Linked DNA regions of Hordeum vulgare: region 2 is linked to region 1. Evidence: chromatin contacts called from public Hi-C data. All regions are on one chromosome and are shown on one strand. Each heading gives the region's core, a stretch centred on a gene start, on an enhancer-like site or on the middle of the called end of the contact. The rest is flanking DNA. Distances are from core to core; before and after follow the strand shown.

The links. Hi-C and Micro-C count contacts between places; a contact is called where the count stands out from the background.
Region 2: a Hi-C map of leaf shows a contact between it and region 1, with 2.6 times the contacts expected there. The contact joins two enhancer-like sites. A contact is called at or near these places in 3 of 6 Hi-C or Micro-C datasets (leaf and seedling).

What each region holds. Positions count from the first base shown.
Region 1 is chr7H:384,262,432-384,266,776 of MorexV3_pseudomolecules_assembly, forward strand. No RefSeq gene overlaps it. Among protein-coding and RNA genes, the nearest start is that of LOC123411365, 180 kb to the right of the region's middle. Within about 2 kb of position 2,565, at least 1 of the 3 cell types and tissues checked has open chromatin away from gene starts, as enhancers often do. A contact at or near this core is called in leaf, where this site is marked.
Region 2 is chr7H:384,826,764-384,831,108 of MorexV3_pseudomolecules_assembly, forward strand. It overlaps LOC123407901 (DNA-directed RNA polymerase II subunit RPB1-like), which reads right to left. Exons shown (of 14, transcript XM_045101142.1): 11 at 3,620-4,345; 12 at 3,453-3,524; 13 at 3,287-3,346; 14 at 2,891-3,200. The coding sequence ends at 3,107. Among protein-coding and RNA genes, the nearest start is that of LOC123407901, 14 kb to the right of the region's middle. Within about 2 kb of position 2,563, at least 3 of the 3 cell types and tissues checked have open chromatin away from gene starts, as enhancers often do. A contact at or near this core is called in leaf, where this site is marked.

The DNA.
Region 1 (4,345 bases), core at 1,315-3,814:
TATTTGGGTATACTAATACATTATAGGAGATTAACGAATGCAGAATGGATACACATCGAACAACGTCTACAAAAACGACTTGCGAGTTGGAAAGGAAAATTACTATCCCTCGGAGGAAGACTGATTCTCATAAATTCAGTACTCACTAATATGGTACTGTATATGATATCTTTCTTCCAACTATCCAAAGGAGACCTGCATAGATTGGATTATTTCCGATCGAGATTCTTTTGGCAAGGGGATAGTGAGAAGAAGAAATATCGACTCGCTAATGGAACGTCGTATGCCGACCAAAAGACCAGGGAGGACTGGGGATACATGACCTACAGGTTAAAAACGCAGCCCTCTTGGGTAAGTGGTTGTTTAAGCTACTTACGGAGGATGGTGTCTGGCAAACACTCCTTAAACGAAAATACATAGGCACAAAACCATTATCACAGGTACAATGGAGACCCGGTGACTCGCATTTTTGGGCCGGCCTAATGGCGACTAAGAAACATTTCTTTCGCTTTGGCGTATTTAAGATTAAGGATGGTTCGGAAATTAGATTCTGGGAGGACAAGTGGTTAGGGAATACCACACTCCGAGAACAATATCCGGCTCTATAGAATATAGTCAGACACAACGGTGCTACACTTGTTTCCGTTATACAAGCGTCGCCACCGGTCATGACGTTCAGACGGGATTTAATTGGTGCCAGACTATAGTCTTGTATTACCTTACTGGGACGCCTGGCCACGATTCAGCTGTCACAAGGGACCGATGAGTTCCATTGGAATCTATGTGAGAACGGGAAATACTCGGTGGATTCCATGTATAGAGCACTAACACGGGCTCAAGTGCGAGTCGATAATAACAAAAAATATGGCGCATGAAGGTACCACTAAAACTAAAGATTTTTGCGTGGTACCTTCGGAAAGGGGTCATTTTAACTAAAGATAACCTAGTCAAACGAAACTGGCACGTCAATATGAAATGTGTATTTTGTCCCAAGAAGAGAGCATAAAACATTTATTCTATGAATGCCAATTCGTTGTCTATTTGGTCCGCTATCCATATAGCTTCCAACTTATATCAACCTACTTCAGTTGCCAATGTTTTTGGTAACTGGCTATTTGGGATAGATACTAAGTTTAGAACCATTTTATGGATAGGAGCGCTTGTCGTTATATGGTCGCTCTCGCTCAGTAGAAATGACAAGATTTTTAATGATAACAATTATTCTCGACTGGAGGTTATCTTCTGGTGTACAGGTATTCTCCGTCCGTGGTCTACATTACAACAGATGGAGTTTTGCGACCTTTTTGTGGAGGCTTCTGTACGATTGAAGAAAGTGGCGAGGGATATTTTTATCCTACATGAATGGTAGTGTGACCTCCGGATAGGCCCTCCATAGGCAACGACGATTTACTTCTACTAAATTGCATTACGTCGTTTGTTGTTTCACTAGTTTCAGATATTTTAATTTTTTATTGTGTGCATCCTAGCTATGCAAAGACCGGGTGTAATACTTAAACTTTAAGTAATAAAAGCCCATTATAAGAAAAACATATACCATGACCGTTAAGCTTCATTAGGTCATGGGTTGACCCTGCACAAGAAATGCGTAGTGTTGTATAATCCATATCGTGCATGTACATATCATGGGTGCATATTGTGGGTCAACAGCCAAGTTGAATTCCCCTGCAAAATGTGATATTACTTTTGAGCGTACGCTGGACAAGTCTCTTGGTTTTCCCTTATCGGGTAATAGTTGAACGTATGGTCTTTCTCGTCAGCAGGAAGTCTTCATCTTTTTCTTGAGATAGTGCGATGTTGACCTGTGGAAACCACGACATAAGAAATTTCACATGTGTCATATGAATACATCGATTTGCATGAAGGGATCAGACATCAGAGCGTATATGAAAAAACAAATAAAAAGAGCACAGTTGTTGTTCTTGCTCCTGTCTAACTCAATCCAATCTCACAAAATCTTTTCTTTTTCTTTTTCTGTTTTGCAACATAAGGTTGGAATGATGATAGAAACTAGAAGTGAGACAGAAGCATGACTCTCAGCCTCACACTATACAATCCTCGTCGCCCTATTACCTTGGCCGCACCTTGGCATGAGTGTAACTTAATAGAAAGGTATTTAACTTATATTTGTATCTTATCGACCACCAGCAATTTTTGACCGAAAACCAAACGACAAGTAGAGACGTGGCTTTTTTAGGACCAATTAAAAGGAAAACAGTAATCCAAACAGGGACATATGAGTGTTTGAATCTATTAGAGTTTTTTTTTTGATTTTTTGGAGCCGAGGAACCAAGTGATCTTACACGAGATATGCTGATTTTCTGTTAGAAAAAAGGAATGGCTGCTCATTGCTGCTTGAAGAGAAGCAAAACATTAATTCGTTTCTGTGTGACTGTCAAGATCAAACCCTAATAAGGTTCCAATGTCATATCAAAGGTGGTCCTGCCCTCAAACAAAAAAATGTTCCATCAACTCCACGGGGATGGAGTTGTCTCGTCACTTCACTGCTTTGGGGCACGAGCACTTCCAAACGCAGATGAGATTTGTTCGAATATAAGTCCAACAGTTATGGGAGAAAAGGACATGGTTTCTCATGGGAATGAACACTATGCACTGCCGATGCGAGATAAACCTAAGAATATATACTGAAAAATAGTCATGCGCGTCATAAACACACATACCTTTCGCCCAAGTTGATGATCAAAGTTCTTCCTTGGATAGTGTTACAAAAAGGAATTAATTTGGAAATCTTCGAAGGTGGTGACTGGGGGCGAACTCTACGTGCATGACACCAGCCCTTTCATCACCAATATTCTACTTTTAGAGAACATTTACCAAAACTATTCTTAGGAATATATTTGGTATTGTGAATAATTCTTTTGATGCAGATGTTTTACGCCCCTGTAACACGACGGAAAATCGATTCCAACATGGACACCAATTTAAATGTACCAGATAGGCCTGACTTTGCAAAGTGGGGATTTCATGCCATCTTAAAGCACACCTTTCTAACCATGAAGGTAAAAAAAAGAATGTATTTAATTAGCAATTTTTGAAGTGGTGACCGGTGAAGAAATATGTACACAAGACACCTCTCATCGACCGTGTTTGGCTTTTAAAAACGTATTTTCTGAAGATTCTTATCAGCAATCGATCGACCATGAGAAGACGGCAGTTTGAGTCTTTTTAGAGTGTCAACTGCTATTTTACTACTCCCCTCGTTTTTAAGTATAAATTTTTTAAGAGGTTTTACTATAGACTATATATAAATATATATAGACATATTTTAAAATGTATGTATATTTTTTATATGTAATTTTTAGTAAAATCTCTATAAAGATTTATACTATTTAAGAACGGAGGGAGTACTGCCTTCGTTTTTTCTAATGTAAAACTTTTTGACAGTTCTTATAGGGTGGGAGCCCAGGTTCTACCTGCAAACATCTTAGAGGAAGTGAAAACATCTATAACCGGACGCGTTAAATGCGCTCTCATATGCTCGTGTATGCGCTCGATCAATGGGCGGACAGATAAGGGGAAAAATCCAATCGGATCCCTCATATTATCTCTATACGTTCGGACTATCCGTGAACCCTTTCATTGAGGACAAATATAGGGATGATATGAGGGTTCGTGGACATGTCCAGTGACGGATCCAGGATTTGAAGTTACGAGGGGTGAAATTTTAAACGAAAGAAAAATCAAAGGCACAATACAATCAAATAAGACAATCAATAAAAATAATTGGCCAAAAATATGCATGCATGCAAGACGAAATTAAGAAAGTACTTTATTTTTGAAGAACTAGGCAAAAATTATCAAAGTAGTTTTATTCTCAAGAACTAGGCAAAAATGTAATGCAAAAAATCAAATAAAGTCTAACTTGGACTCCTGCTGGCTAAATCTTCTATGTTTTATCTCAAATATTTAATCTCCTAGTTCATTATGTACCTGAAATATGTAAAAATAATGAGATTAACCTAAGTCACAGTATAGGATGCCATTCATTTAAACAAAAGATAAGACGAATGTTTACCATTAAGTTGTAGTTATACATGGATGGAATGGCCTCTATGACTTCTTAGGCCATGAAAATGTTCGATAATCTTCTTGTCTTCAATCCGAGCAAATATATCTCGCTCAACATAGCAAACCATCATATCATTCAACCATTCATCACCTATCTTGTTTCTCAAATCTGTCTTTATTATATTCATGGCTGAGAAAGCTCTTTCAACTGATGATGTCGCTACTGGCAATATCAATGCGAGTTTGATGAGTCGATAAACCAATGGGCAAATACTCCTTACTTTGAACTAACTTGACA
Region 2 (4,345 bases), core at 1,313-3,812, 560 kb after region 1:
CATTTTTTGCTCCAACCGTTCATTAAAAAAGTTGCATCCACGTTCACGTAGATATTTGTTACAACCGGCGTTTAACTTTTGCTACCACGCACCATCAGCTTCGTTTTTTTGCTACGATCACGTAGATTTTTTTTTACTACAAATTTTCTTTTTGTTGCAACCGTTGAAAAAATTACTGCATCGCGTCGAAATTTTGCTGCATCGGGATAAAAATATTGCATGAAGATCTAACAGTGCGGACGCGCGGCGGTTGGTGGATCATGCGTCCGGCGCGTCGACACAGAGCACTGGCCATACTATTAACCTTGCTCTTAGTGGTTAGGTCGTGGTTTACAAGGCTGCCAGCCCCCATCCTTCAGGGCTTCAGGCCATCTTCGCCTCAGGAAAAAGAAAATAGTGCATGCCTATTATCATTGTTGTTCCCTTAATCGCATGACGCCTGCGTCTGCCTCACCGTGTCTGTCGCTAGATCGCCTACCCGACGGCCCCTACGAGGTTACAAACGGCCGACCGACAACCGATCAACACCACACGTCGGGGCACATACGACAATCCCATGTTCAACTGATGCACATGCCCTGTTCCTCCGTTCATCTCTCAGGTATGCTCTTCTCTTGCCCAGATCGAAAAATGTATTGGTAATTCTACGAGATGATTGATTAAGTAACCATATGAAAAATCTATTAGTACTTTCTTCTATCTTTTTTAATGAATTGGATCCCTAAGGGATACGACTCGAAAAAAAAAGTATTTAATGTAGTTACTCATTCAAATTTCAAACTCCAAATGGATTTATAGGACAATTTTTTAAGATAGTTACTTCCATATCAAAGATATTCAATGTAGTTACTCATTCAAATTTCAAGATTTGCTCCTTTTCAATTTTCTGATTTTTTTTTTAGGGAAAAATTTACGCCAAAAATATTACGACCCCACTTTCATCCCATCCTAGGCCCCCAAATTTCTGAAGACGGTCCTGGACTCAAGTTATCAAGCTTAATTATTTAGGAGGATGTTGATTCTCGTACAACTCAGGGATTTAAATTGAAATAAATCTAAAAAAATGCAAGCTTCAATGTCAAATCTGAGATTTGAGCTCTAGTGGGAAGGAAATATCACAGTCCTTCTAACCATCCAACCATGGATTGGTTTGCTGAACAAGACGGTATTATAGACGAACGCGTTTTTATCACACGCACATGCTTAGCTGGCTACAACCCAAGGGGTACAAGTTTTTTTTTTTGAGAAATACCAAGGAAGTGAAGGTTGTGTATCCGATCTATTTTTGCCCTGATTTCGAAGCCCAGAACAGGCCCATGATGATACGTGACGATACCTTCATACTATTTCGATACCTTCATACTATTTTGCAAACGAATCCTACATATATAATTATAATGAACCCACAAACTAGTTAGAGCATCTCTAGTGGATGGTGTATATGAAGGTGGATGGTAAATATACAAGATGCAAACTGAAAAACGCTTTCCAGTGGATCGTGTATACGGGCGTGCAAGTTTTACACGTCCATCCACGAGGCTACTCCTCGTGGAAATAAACACGCCTCGGCCACGCTCGTGGACGGAAACGAGCTGCTCCCGCCATCCTCCCGCCCTGCTCCTGCCATCCTCCCGCCTTCGTCCAGAGGCCATCGAAGCTCGCCGGCGACCACTCCCCTCTGGTAAGCTCTCTCCCTCCCTTCTATTTTCCATTCCCGTCGGTAGAGAGGAGGCGCGGGACGCCGGGCGGCCGACGCACCGCTGGCCAGATCTGGGGACGGCGGCGCGCGCCATGGAGAGGGGAGGGCGGGGAGAGAGGGGCGGGGGGAGGGCGGTGGCGCTGCGTGCGGGGCGGCGCTGCGTGCGGGGCGAGATGCAGGGGCGGGGCGGCGCTGCGTGCGGGGCGAGATGCAGGGGCGGGGCGGCGCTGCGTGCGGGGCGAGATGCAGGGGGCGCGGGCGAGATGCAGGGGCGGGGCGGCGCTGCGTGCGGGGCGAGATGTAGGGCGGGGCTACAATGCGCTGTTAATTGCTGTTAGTTGTCGTTATTGCAGAATTTGCTGTCGGATTGCTGTTAATTGTTGTTAATTGCTGTTATTGCAGAATTTGATGTCCATTGCTGTTAATTGCTGTTATTGCAGAATTTGATGTCCATTGATAGCTGCATTACAAATATAGCCGTTTGAAAATATATTCGTTGAAATATACACGTCCTAATTTACACGTTCCATTGAAAAATTGGAACGTGTATAATTTAACAACGTGTATATAGACGTGTAAATGAAGATATACATGTTCAAATTTACACCATCAACTAGAGATGCTCTTATAACTGGGTAGAGCCAAACGGATAGAAGGAAAGGGTTGTGAGTTCGAATCTTAGTATAGATATAGTCATATAGATATATTCAGTCTTTCCCTGCAAAAAAAAAAAGGGTCTGACAGAGTTATAAAAAGGGGCACACAGAAAAAGTAGCACCGATGATCATTGCTTAGTGCTCAGAATAATGCAAGCGGGAGCAGCACAGCACCTACAAAGCATGTGCTCCACCGTCGGGTCACGTACCCAGCAAGATCACCACACATGTTTGTTTTGCTTTTAGAAGAAGATTACCACATAAGTTAGTCAACGCATGAGAGCCATGCATTCATCTCGTTTATGCAGCGCTGCCGACTGATCTACAGCCATACATTCCACCTCGTTTGTGTGGCGCTGCCGACTGATCTACAGCCATAAATTCCATCTCGTCTATGTGGCGCTGCCGTGTTAGTTTTGTACAACGCCACTGCGTCCATACATTCGCATGCCCCATCCGTTTGGAAGGAGAAAATCCATGCAGACCTTACGTCTACCAAACAAAAGTTGCGTACCACAAAGCAGACAAGTCAGCAAAAGCTCCAATGGAAACATTAGCATAATAATCCGATAGAAAACACAAAATTAAATATCAGCCCAGCCGTAATTAAATATGAGCCCAGCTACGGCCGCCAATCCTAGTGCTGCTATTAGTATCGCAGCTTACAACAAGGCCTGTTCTGGACACACAAGGAAACAAGAGTTGGTAATGTGGCATGGTTCTGCATCAGCCAGCGGTCAGCAGCCATTTTCTAATCAACAGTCTCGTCGTCCTTGTCAGTTGCCTGCGGACCGGTGGACGAAGGGGAGTAGCCCGGTGCAGTCGGGGAGTAGCTTGCGCTGGGGCTGCACGCTCAAAACCGCAATTGTCAGAAGAGCTAATTGCGCACTTTCATCAGGGGTAAATGAGATAAACCTCACGCATTATTTACCTGTAGTTCGGAGATGTCGGGCTGTAATCTGGGCTAGGTCCACCGGAGCTAGTGTGCGGGCTGCAGCACTCACGCAATGAGTTAGGAAACCCATGTATTATTGTTGCAGCAACAGCATTTCTCTAAGTTAAAAACAAGGGGTGATTATCAACAGAAATGGGCTCACCTTGTCGGGCTGTATGACGGGCTTGGTTGTGCATAAGATGGTGAGGTGGGCGAGTAGGTCGGTGAGGTCGGACTGGAGAGGAGAAACGGAGATGTAATCAAAATAGAGCATAGACATGCATGGAGCACAACACCAAAAGGAAAGTAGTCTATCTATCAACAGAATACCTGTAGTTCGGAGAAGTCTGACTGTACGGGCTCATCATCCTTGGGCTGCTCGGAGAATAAGCATGTGAAGGACTGTACTTGGCCGAAGAAGGATTGTAGCTCGGTGAAGTTGGGCTGTAGTTCGGTGAAGTAGGGCTGTAGCTCGGTGACGTCGGGCTGTAACCAGGCGATGTAGGGCTGTATGCAGGCGATGTAGGGCTGTATGAGGGCGAAGTAGGGCTGTATGAGGGGGATGTAGGGCTGTATGAGGGCGACGTCGGGCTGTATGAGGGCGAAGTCGGGCTGTATGAGGGAGATGTAGGGCTGTATGAGGGAGAAGTTGGGCTGTATGATGGAGAAGTAGGGCTGTAAGATGGCGAAGTCGGGCTGTATGCAGGAGATGTCGGGCTGTATGCTGGTGAGGTCGGGCTATAAACCGGAGATGTTGGACTATAGCTCGGCGATGTGGGGCTGTAGCTTGGTGATGTGGGGCTGTAGCTCGGAGACGTGGGGCTGTAGCTCGGTGATGTGGGGCTGTAGCTCGGTGATGTTGGCGAGTATGATGGACTGGTCGGAGAGTATGATGGACTGGTCGGACTGTAGGAAGGGGAGCCAGGCGTATATGATGGAGATGTGGGACTGTAGCTGGGTGATGCAGGGCTGTATGATGGAGAAGTGGGACTGTAACCATGTCCTGGCCCTGGGCTGAACACCGGAGAAGACGGACTGTAACCACCTCCAGAGGAT